2 separate regions of the Capsicum annuum genome follow, and region 2 is linked to region 1. Evidence: chromatin contacts called from public Hi-C data. All regions are on one chromosome and are shown on one strand. Each heading gives the region's core, a stretch centred on a gene start, on an enhancer-like site or on the middle of the called end of the contact. The rest is flanking DNA. Distances are from core to core; before and after follow the strand shown.

Region 1 (4,475 bases), core at 1,510-4,009:
TCTCACACCCTGAACAGTGCCTTACTCAAACACTCATAACTTTTGACTCCGGACTCGGATTGACGAACGGTTGGTGGCATTGGAAATAAGACTCAAAGGGCTTTAATTTGATATATAGTAGGGCTACATAACTCTTTATATCCAAGGAGAAATGGTTGCTGGAAGTTGACCCATGAAAAATCATCAACTAAAAGTCAAATCGATAGGAGAGTGCTCAACTTAAGTTGAGCTAGGGGATGTTTAACACATATATTTCTCTACAAAGATGTTCCCACACTAAGGTATGTTATTCACACTCATATCTAAGTAGAAACCATTGGGTTCGGGTCTATAAACGTAGGGAAGACGGTTCAACTTTAGCCCGAAAGTGCGGGGTGTTAGACATAGCATGTCTTTTGATCTTGTGTGATAGTCTGTTACCCCCATGGTTATTATTTTTCAGGGTATTGGAAATGGTTTACCACTTGGAGCTGTTGTCACAACGCCAGAAATTGCAAGTGTTATGGCTCAAAAGGTGCAATTTAATACATTTGGTGGAAACCCTGTTTGCTCTGCTGGTGGACATGCAGTACTCAAAGTTATTGAGAAGGAACAACGCCAGAAGCATTGTGCCGAGGTTGGCTCACACTTGCTTGGTGGGCTGAGGGATCTAGAGAAAAGACACGACAGTAAGTCTTTTGTGCTTTCTAAACTCAGACATGTATGTATAAGCAAACATAGATTTCTTTTTCATCCTTGACAAGATATATATTTCTTTGGTCTATATAGCACCAAATGTTGATATCCTGTCATCATTTTGTTAGTAAGAGGAAGAACTGAATCATCTTCATTACTTCCATTTATTCCAGTTCTATGAGACCTGTGCAAAGCTTTCGTTGTAAAGTTATCAAGTCTTAGATGCATGATTTTCTTTCCTCCCCATTCATGCAAAATTAAGAAGCCTTTCCTTAAGCATGTTTAGCAGTGAATTCAGCTTCTTCAGCCACTCGAACTTTCATTGTTCTTTTTTTTTTCTCATCAAACAAATGGCATCTTCTTCTGGAACTCCTAGCTATTCTTAGCATGATATTGGGAAATCTCATTGCTATTACTCAAACAAGCATGAAATGTATGCTTGCATATTCATAGGCCTAATCGGATGGAATAATTCGAGACTCACATGATGGATAAGCTAGCATGATAACTTATATGTTGTTCTACATCTCTATGAATCTAGTAACTTTTGCTTGCATTGTATTATTAGTAGCTTCCGTCATCCATTGTTTTGCTTCATTAATGGCCATGTTTAGGTTGGTAGCCTATGATACATGAGGTTATATCATTGCCTAGGCAGGTCAAGAGTTTATTTGACTCGTCTCCAAGTCCTCTGCTTTAATGATCCTTTAGATCTCCTCCTTGTGACATGCATCATCCGATTAATGTTATCACTAAACGTACCTTGCTATTGCCAGTAATTGGAGATGTGAGAGGCAGGGGTTTAATGGTTGGCATCGAACTGGTAACCGACAGAAAAGAAAAGACACCTGCCAAGGCGGAAACTGGAATTCTCTTTGAGAAGCTTAAAGGTTTGTATAATCAGCTGATGAATTGAAAAGTGATTGAAAAACGACGTATATATACTAATGATGCACTTGGTTCTGGCTGTAGATCTTGGTGTTCTAGTAGGGAAAGGCGGTTTACATGGAAATGTTTTCAGAATAAAGCCTCCCATGTGTTTCAGCAAGGATGATGCAGGTAACCTCTTACTTACTGGTTCAATATTGCCTATTGTTTTTGGATTACTCCATCTATTTTATCAGTGTATTTGAAATCATTAATAGTAACCAATATGCCCTACAAGTCTTTTTTGTTTTCAGATATTTCATTTTCAAGAAATATATATTTCTGGTTTGAGCAATACAACTTTTTTTATGCAGACTTTCTTGTTGATGCATTGGACTATTCTATTTCAAAGTTGTGAGAATTTGTCATATTGGCTGTGAGATCGCCCATCTTTCAACCAAAGGACACAACTATTCCAGTACAATAACAATGTCAAAGAAAGCAAGTGATGCTTCATTCCTCTTATTTTGTTCCAACGTTATTTATTTCAAATGAAATACATGCCCGAATAAAATTTCAGTATCTCTTTGCAATTTAATTTCAATTACCAACTTCTTCCGAACATCACCAAATTCATGTCAATCACTTAATGAATGAATCGGTCCCTTCTACGGGGATCAACTCTTTTCAACTTGACTTCAAATACATTTTTTTAGTGTCACCAAATTTATTTCCAATCGAATATTAAGTTCCGAGTCAATCCTTTCAACGTGGATCAAAATTCCATTTTCTAGATGTTCGGAAAGCGAGGAACTGTAAAAGGGCTTATTCAATTTGTGGAATTCATGTGTGAAGTTTTAAGCTCGATTAAAGAGTGAAATATTATCTATATTAGAGATCATTCGGTTTGTAAATTTATTGAGAGAATATAATCTAGTAAGAAATTATGCTTTGCAATGCATCTTGCCTCAAGGGGAAAAAACACAACTAGTGTAGTGAAACGTTTTGAACTTATCGCAAAATTAACGTGAAAAAACAGTCAGACCCTTAAGATCCAAGTATTGCATTCCACGGCTCAAACCCGTCACTCCTCATAAGTCACGTGAAAACAATTTTACTGTTGTCATAACGTTTCCTTCATGGAGCACAAATATAGTTGACTGCAGTTTGAGGGAAGTTTAGAGAAAAGCAGGCCAGTGTAGAGAAAAGCAGGCCGTAATAACGTGTATAATTGAACGAAAATAATCAGAATGACAAGTGATTACATATAGAAAGTCAGGGAACTGTCGAGAACCCTCAAGACTTTCAAATTTTAACCCTAAATAATAAAGCTTTCTTAAAATAGCTATTTTTTATTAACTAATATTTTTTTTAACGAAATTGCCCCTGACTAATGGAGTAAATTACATAAATGATCCTCATAATTAGAGAGTGCATCGGTCGGTTCGGTTCGATTTTATATATTATCGGTTCGATTTATCGATTTTTAAATATGCTAAACCAATAACCAAACCAATAAGATATTTTTTTACCGGTTTTCGATTTATCGATTTTTAGTCCTTATTGGTTTGATTTTCGATTAAACTGATAAGAAAATAATCATAAAATAGAAATAGTAGTAACTAACATGAAAAAAAAAACGAATCTTAGTTGCAACGAAAAATTCTACTTGATGTGTTTTAATTTACAAGAATCTTCAAGTTTGAACTAAATGTTGTTAGGAGAATTTAAGAGTTTGTATAATTAAAGTAATAGGTTTGTTAATTTATAGAAAGTAAAGAGAAATATATATATATATATATATATATATATATATATTCATATTCATTCATTCTCATTGGGTTATCGGTTTACCCAATAACCCAAAAACAAAAAATCGAATCGAATCAATAACCCAATAATTTTTTTATAAAATCATTAAAAAATCGTTAACCCAATAACTCAATAACAATAAATCAATAACATTTTATCGGTAGGTTCGATTTTTGCACACCCCTACTCATAATAGATAACACCTCCATATTTATATCTTTCAACTTTTATTTTTTCTCTTTTAATTACTTTGATTTTTATTTTGATTTTTCTCAACCCTTACTTTTTTCATTTTTCCTCTCAACTTCTTTTTTTTTTCCTTTTTTATTTTTACTTTGATTTTTATTTCTTCTTTCCTTTTTTTTTTGTTCTTTTTAATTTTTTGCAACTCTTACCTTTTTTTCTTTACATCTCTCAACGTCTACTTTTATAATTTTTTATTTTTATTTGATTTTTATTTTTTCTTTTCTTTTTAAAATTTTTCTCGAAATTTTTATCAACCTTTATTTTTTTTCATTCTCTCTCAACTTCAACATTTTCTTTGATTTTTATTTTTTTAATATTTTTCTTTATTTTCTTCTTTTCCGTAATTTTTATTATTTTTGTTCTTTTCTTCGATTTCTTCCATTCAAGTTACATCTCATGAGCAAAAGTGTCACATTATAAAGGCAAGACTTATGACTTTCAGACAACAAGCCACGTTTCATGGATAAGAATTGACACTATCACATTGTAGAGGCAAGACTTATGACTTTCAAACAACAAGCTATGTTTCATTTGCAAGAGTTGACACTACCGTATTGTATTTTGATTTATGAGTTGTTTTATAACTCTTACCTTAGAGGCAAGACTTTGCTCAGAGACTTTTAAACAATAAATTATGCTCCACGAGTAAAAGTTGACTCTACTACATTATGTTTCATTTATGAGATGTTCTACAACTATTGCTTTAGAGGCAAGACTTAGCTCAAGGACTTTCAAACTACAAATTATGCCCCACAGGCAAGAGTTGACTCTACCACGTTATGTTTTCATTTCTGAGATGCTCTACAACTATTGTCTTAGAGGCAAGACTTAGCTCAAGAACTTTCAAGCAGCAAATTATGCCCCACGGGCAAGAG
Region 2 (4,372 bases), core at 1,081-3,580, 240 kb after region 1:
ACTTGTCTAAAGTGTGATTCTGAACTAGTCAATGATGTATTCATTAATCTGAAATGAATCTAGTTTCTATTTTTTTTTGGAGTCTATTTTGAACCTTTGAGCATCATTATTGAAATGAAATATTTTCTCAACAAACTAAAATTAATTGAGCTATTATTATTATTATTATTATTATTATTATCTCAATCTTTTTTGTAATATAATCAAGTTTGTGTTAAATAATGCTCTATGTAACATTATTTTATTAAAAGAAATAGAATACATTCGAACAAAATAAAAGATAATAAATTAGTGCAAAAAGAAGAATGAAAAAAATTGTTGAAAATGAAAAATTTCGAATGAACTAGTCAGGAATAATTTTTAATCTAAAATAATATATAATTATATTCGTAATAAAACCCGGGAAGTAATATTTTCAACAATTTTACATATGTCTTTTCTAATTCTTCATTTTCAAATGCTTCCTCTCCTTCTTTAGAAAATTTATATTAATAGAACACACAATCATCAATGTTCAAGTTAAAATATTCAATTTTTATTGGATCTTGAACTCTTTTTGTTGAGTCTTCAACTTTAATATTTTCTTGATTCTTTAAATCTAATATCCATTGAATATTAAATTTTAATATTCGAGTTGAATCTTCTTCAATAAGTGAATCTTTAATCATCGATGTTTTTTTCATACTTATCTCCATCTCTCAAATATATACACAAATATATATGCCTGAATTGAAAATTTGATCTTTAAAAAATGAAAACATACTTTTGTCACTATGAATAGTCTTATGAAATGAAGACTATACTCACTAAACAGAAAGAGTAAGAAAAGAGGGGTCATATAGTTGTCATGTAGACATTTAATAAGCTTTAAAAATTTAATTTGCTACTTCAACAATTTTGAAGAATGTTTGATGTGCTAATATTTGACAACATATTTGATGCTTTTAACAATGAATAACTGCAAGTTCTTAAGCGAATTATGTTGGATTTGATTACTGTTGTGTCTCATATGCAGAATAGTGTGTTCAGGCAAGAAACATTATTAATTGTTCTTAAAAGAGGGACTTGATGGGCCACTTGACGAGCCCTTAATCCTGTGATTGATCATCCTCCAGATCATGAAGCTAAATCAGTGTGTAATACTAAGTGTCAACAAGTCGATGTTCAATTTGTCGAACCTTCAATCTTTTAGCCAATTTGGTACTCAAATCGTACCACCTAACCTATATGTAATTGTGAAGGATATCAAGTGACAAAGCAGTTACGCAATTGTGAAGGATATCAAGTGACAAAGCAGTTGATGAACTGCCACTGCCATGATGGACCATTGAACAGACCATGTGAGTTAGGAGACTCAAGGTGATCTACACTGGATAGAGGAGACGATTAAGGCGATGGATCGTCACCTAGTCGATGAAACATCAGCTCAATAGTGAGACGTGAGACAGTCTTTTTTTTGAGTTTAATTAGATTTAGATTTTTCCTTAACTATAAATAACTACTATTAGGGTTTATTTCATATCATCTTATGTTTTGGGCAAAAAATACTATCATTCTTACATTTTTTGTGGTTTTTGGCAACTCACATGGGTTTTGAAATACAAACTGAGTTATTGCGATTTCATTTGCATAAGTTTATTCTTATCTTATGATTTCTATGGTTTTTTTTCTCTTAAATATATGAGGGGATAAACATCATAACTAAGATTGTGGAGCCATGGTGAATTTACATGTTTAGAGTCAAAAGTATAGATTTTCATACTGTTATTGCTTGTATCATTAATTAGTTCATCTGGTATGATTTTTCTTGTTTGAGAAAAAAATGTAAGACTAGGAAAAAGAGTTAAAGACAAGAATTTGAGGTTTCCAACCCTCGTCTAATGGTTAATTCATCTGAGTAGGTTGAGAAACACAAAGGTGAATTAAAGTTTCAATAGCTATCACAACCCAAAAACTAGGTGATGATGACACTTATGGAGGGCCAAACTTCTAGAATAAAGTCAGGCCAACATATAAAATAAATAAAATAGATGTCTGAATAACATAAAACCCAACATAGGAAGCATAATTTTTCTTTAGGCGTACGATAGCAGGATGCTAACGTACGCTGGTAGTGAGAATGGCTCCTCGAAAAATAGCTACACCACCGCCAGTCATCGTTACGTCGACAAGTGGAATTCAATAACATCTAGGACCATTAACCTTTAGGAACTTTCTCCCGGGCTCATCTCAGCCAATATATGAGGAAACTGAGATAGTGGAGGTAAGAATGGAAAAACATGATCCAGTAGGGAAGAGGATTACTAGAAAACTAAAGGACTCACAATTTCCCTGGAGGTTGCAATTTTCTGATGTGGGTCCTCGTCTCAAGCTCCCCCAGCCCAAGCTGAGGTAAAGATAGAAGTGGAGAAGGACTAGGTGAAACCCCCAAATCGAAGCTCACAAATGGGGAAGGCACTGATATACCACCGATGGTGAAGGGAGAGAAAATAATTGTGCAGCTTTAGAAGGAGGATATATTTGTTCAGGCAAATCACTGGAGCTCTGCATTGATTAGATATGTGCTGGGGGATTCACCATTCTTCAAATCTATGGAGAATTACATAGTTTATATGTGGAATTTCATGATGAAACCAAAGGTACTATATCACGACGATGGCTATTACATCTTTAAATTTGCTACGATGGCCGATAGGGACCTAGTGATACAATCAGGTCCTTACATATATAGGAATAGACCACTTATCCTAAAGGATTGGACATTCGAATTCAAGTTTAACCCTGAGTTCCTGAACAAGGTACCCTTGTGGGTTAAGTTTCCGAGCTTACCTCTAGGTTATTGGTCGATGGAATCATTTAGTAAATTGGCTAGTGTTTGAGGGAAACCTCTGTACATAGATAAGTATATGGCTGAGATGGAAAGAATATCATACGTGAGGGTATTAGTAGAGGTGGACATTAGTCACATGTTACCTACCCAAGTGGAACTTACATCTCCCATAGGGACCATACAACCAACTATCACATACGATTGGATTCTGAAGTCTTGTGGTGATTGTAATTGCTTTGGCCACAAGGTAGATGAATACCTATTTAAGAAGGAACCTAACAAAGAAGAACCGATAAACCTTCCCCAACAACAGGGGAGAAGAAGGAGGAACCGAAGATGTAGGAGAGTAATTCAACAATGGGAACCTAAAGAAACAGACAAAGCCAACTCAGAGCAGAATAAAGAACTAGAGGCAAATGCAGATAAGAGTCAAGAGGGTTCTACAGCCTGAACTACCTCATAATATGTTGAATAATTGTGAAGATGTTACCTAGGTAAATCCTTATCCTATTGTGAGTGGAGATGAATATGGACATATCAGGAAAGGAAAGGAAATCGTAGAAGAGAAAGCTGAGACTAGTGCTTGAGGAGAGGATTCATTTCAACCCCCATGATTGTGTGCTCATAGAACTTTAGAGGGCTTAATAATCCCTTTAAACAGAAGGAGTTAAAAATCTTTCCGAGGAAGAATAAAGTGGAGGTGATAGGAATTATAGAAACTAGAGTGAGATGTCATAATGCCTATAAAGTAAAAAATAATATAGCGAGAGATTGGAATTTCCAAGATAACTATGACTAGGCAGCAAATGAAAGGATTTGGCTTATTTTGTAGAGGTATATCCAGGTGCAGATAATATAAATTGGGGCATAATTTATACACTATGAGGTAGTTAACTCTAACACATAGTTCATTTGCCTCCTGACCGTAGTGTATGCTAGAAATGAATTGGGAGAGAGACAGGAGTTGTGGAAGGAGCTAGTTGACCTGGGAGGTCAGGTATAAAAGGTTTAGGTCTTCCAAGATATGATAGAAGTCAATCAAATCACTTCCCTAAAAGGCACAGGACGCTACTTCACATGGTGCAACAAACAGGTAGCTGATACCAGAGTTTATAGTAAAATTGACTAGGCGTTTGGGAACTATTAGTGGTTACAGAATAAGGGTCATATTAAGGCTAACTATATGAGTCCAGGGGTATAAGACCACTCACCAATTGTAATCAATTGCTGCACACAAACGCCCAAAGACATGCACCAAAAACCTTTCAAATTGTATGCTACAATGCTGAATCATGCTGAATTCAAAAGGAAGGTAAAGGAGACTTGGTCAAACAGGGCACCTGGGGAACCAATAATACCATTTGGAACAAGATAAAGGAAGTTAAGATAGCTATAAAGGACTTAAATGGTCACCTAGCAGCATATCGACAACAGTTAGACAGTGCCAGGAAAATATTACAAATGGTGCAACCAAAAATAGCAGTGAACCAGGACAATGAGCAATTATATGTCCAGGAGAAGGAAGCATTGGCAGATATAGAG

The links. Hi-C and Micro-C count contacts between places; a contact is called where the count stands out from the background.
Region 2: a Hi-C map of leaf shows a contact between it and region 1, with 2.7 times the contacts expected there. The contact joins two enhancer-like sites. A contact is called at or near these places in 2 of 5 Hi-C or Micro-C datasets (leaf and placenta).

The regions. Positions count from the first base shown.
Region 1 is chr12:72,769,147-72,773,621 of UCD10Xv1.1, forward strand. It overlaps LOC107855164 (alanine--glyoxylate aminotransferase 2 homolog 1, mitochondrial), which reads left to right. Exons shown (of 9, transcript NM_001324714.1): 6 at 443-668; 7 at 1,452-1,565; 8 at 1,648-1,734; 9 at 1,917-1,960. The coding sequence ends at 1,960. Among protein-coding and RNA genes, the nearest start is that of LOC107855164, 8.8 kb to the left of the region's middle. Within about 2 kb of position 2,760, at least 3 of the 5 cell types and tissues checked have an H3K27ac peak or open chromatin away from gene starts, as enhancers often do. A contact at or near this core is called in leaf, where this site is marked.
Region 2 is chr12:73,012,556-73,016,927 of UCD10Xv1.1, forward strand. No RefSeq gene overlaps it. Among protein-coding and RNA genes, the nearest start is that of LOC107855162, 230 kb to the left of the region's middle. Within about 2 kb of position 2,331, at least 3 of the 5 cell types and tissues checked have an H3K27ac peak or open chromatin away from gene starts, as enhancers often do. A contact at or near this core is called in leaf, where this site is marked.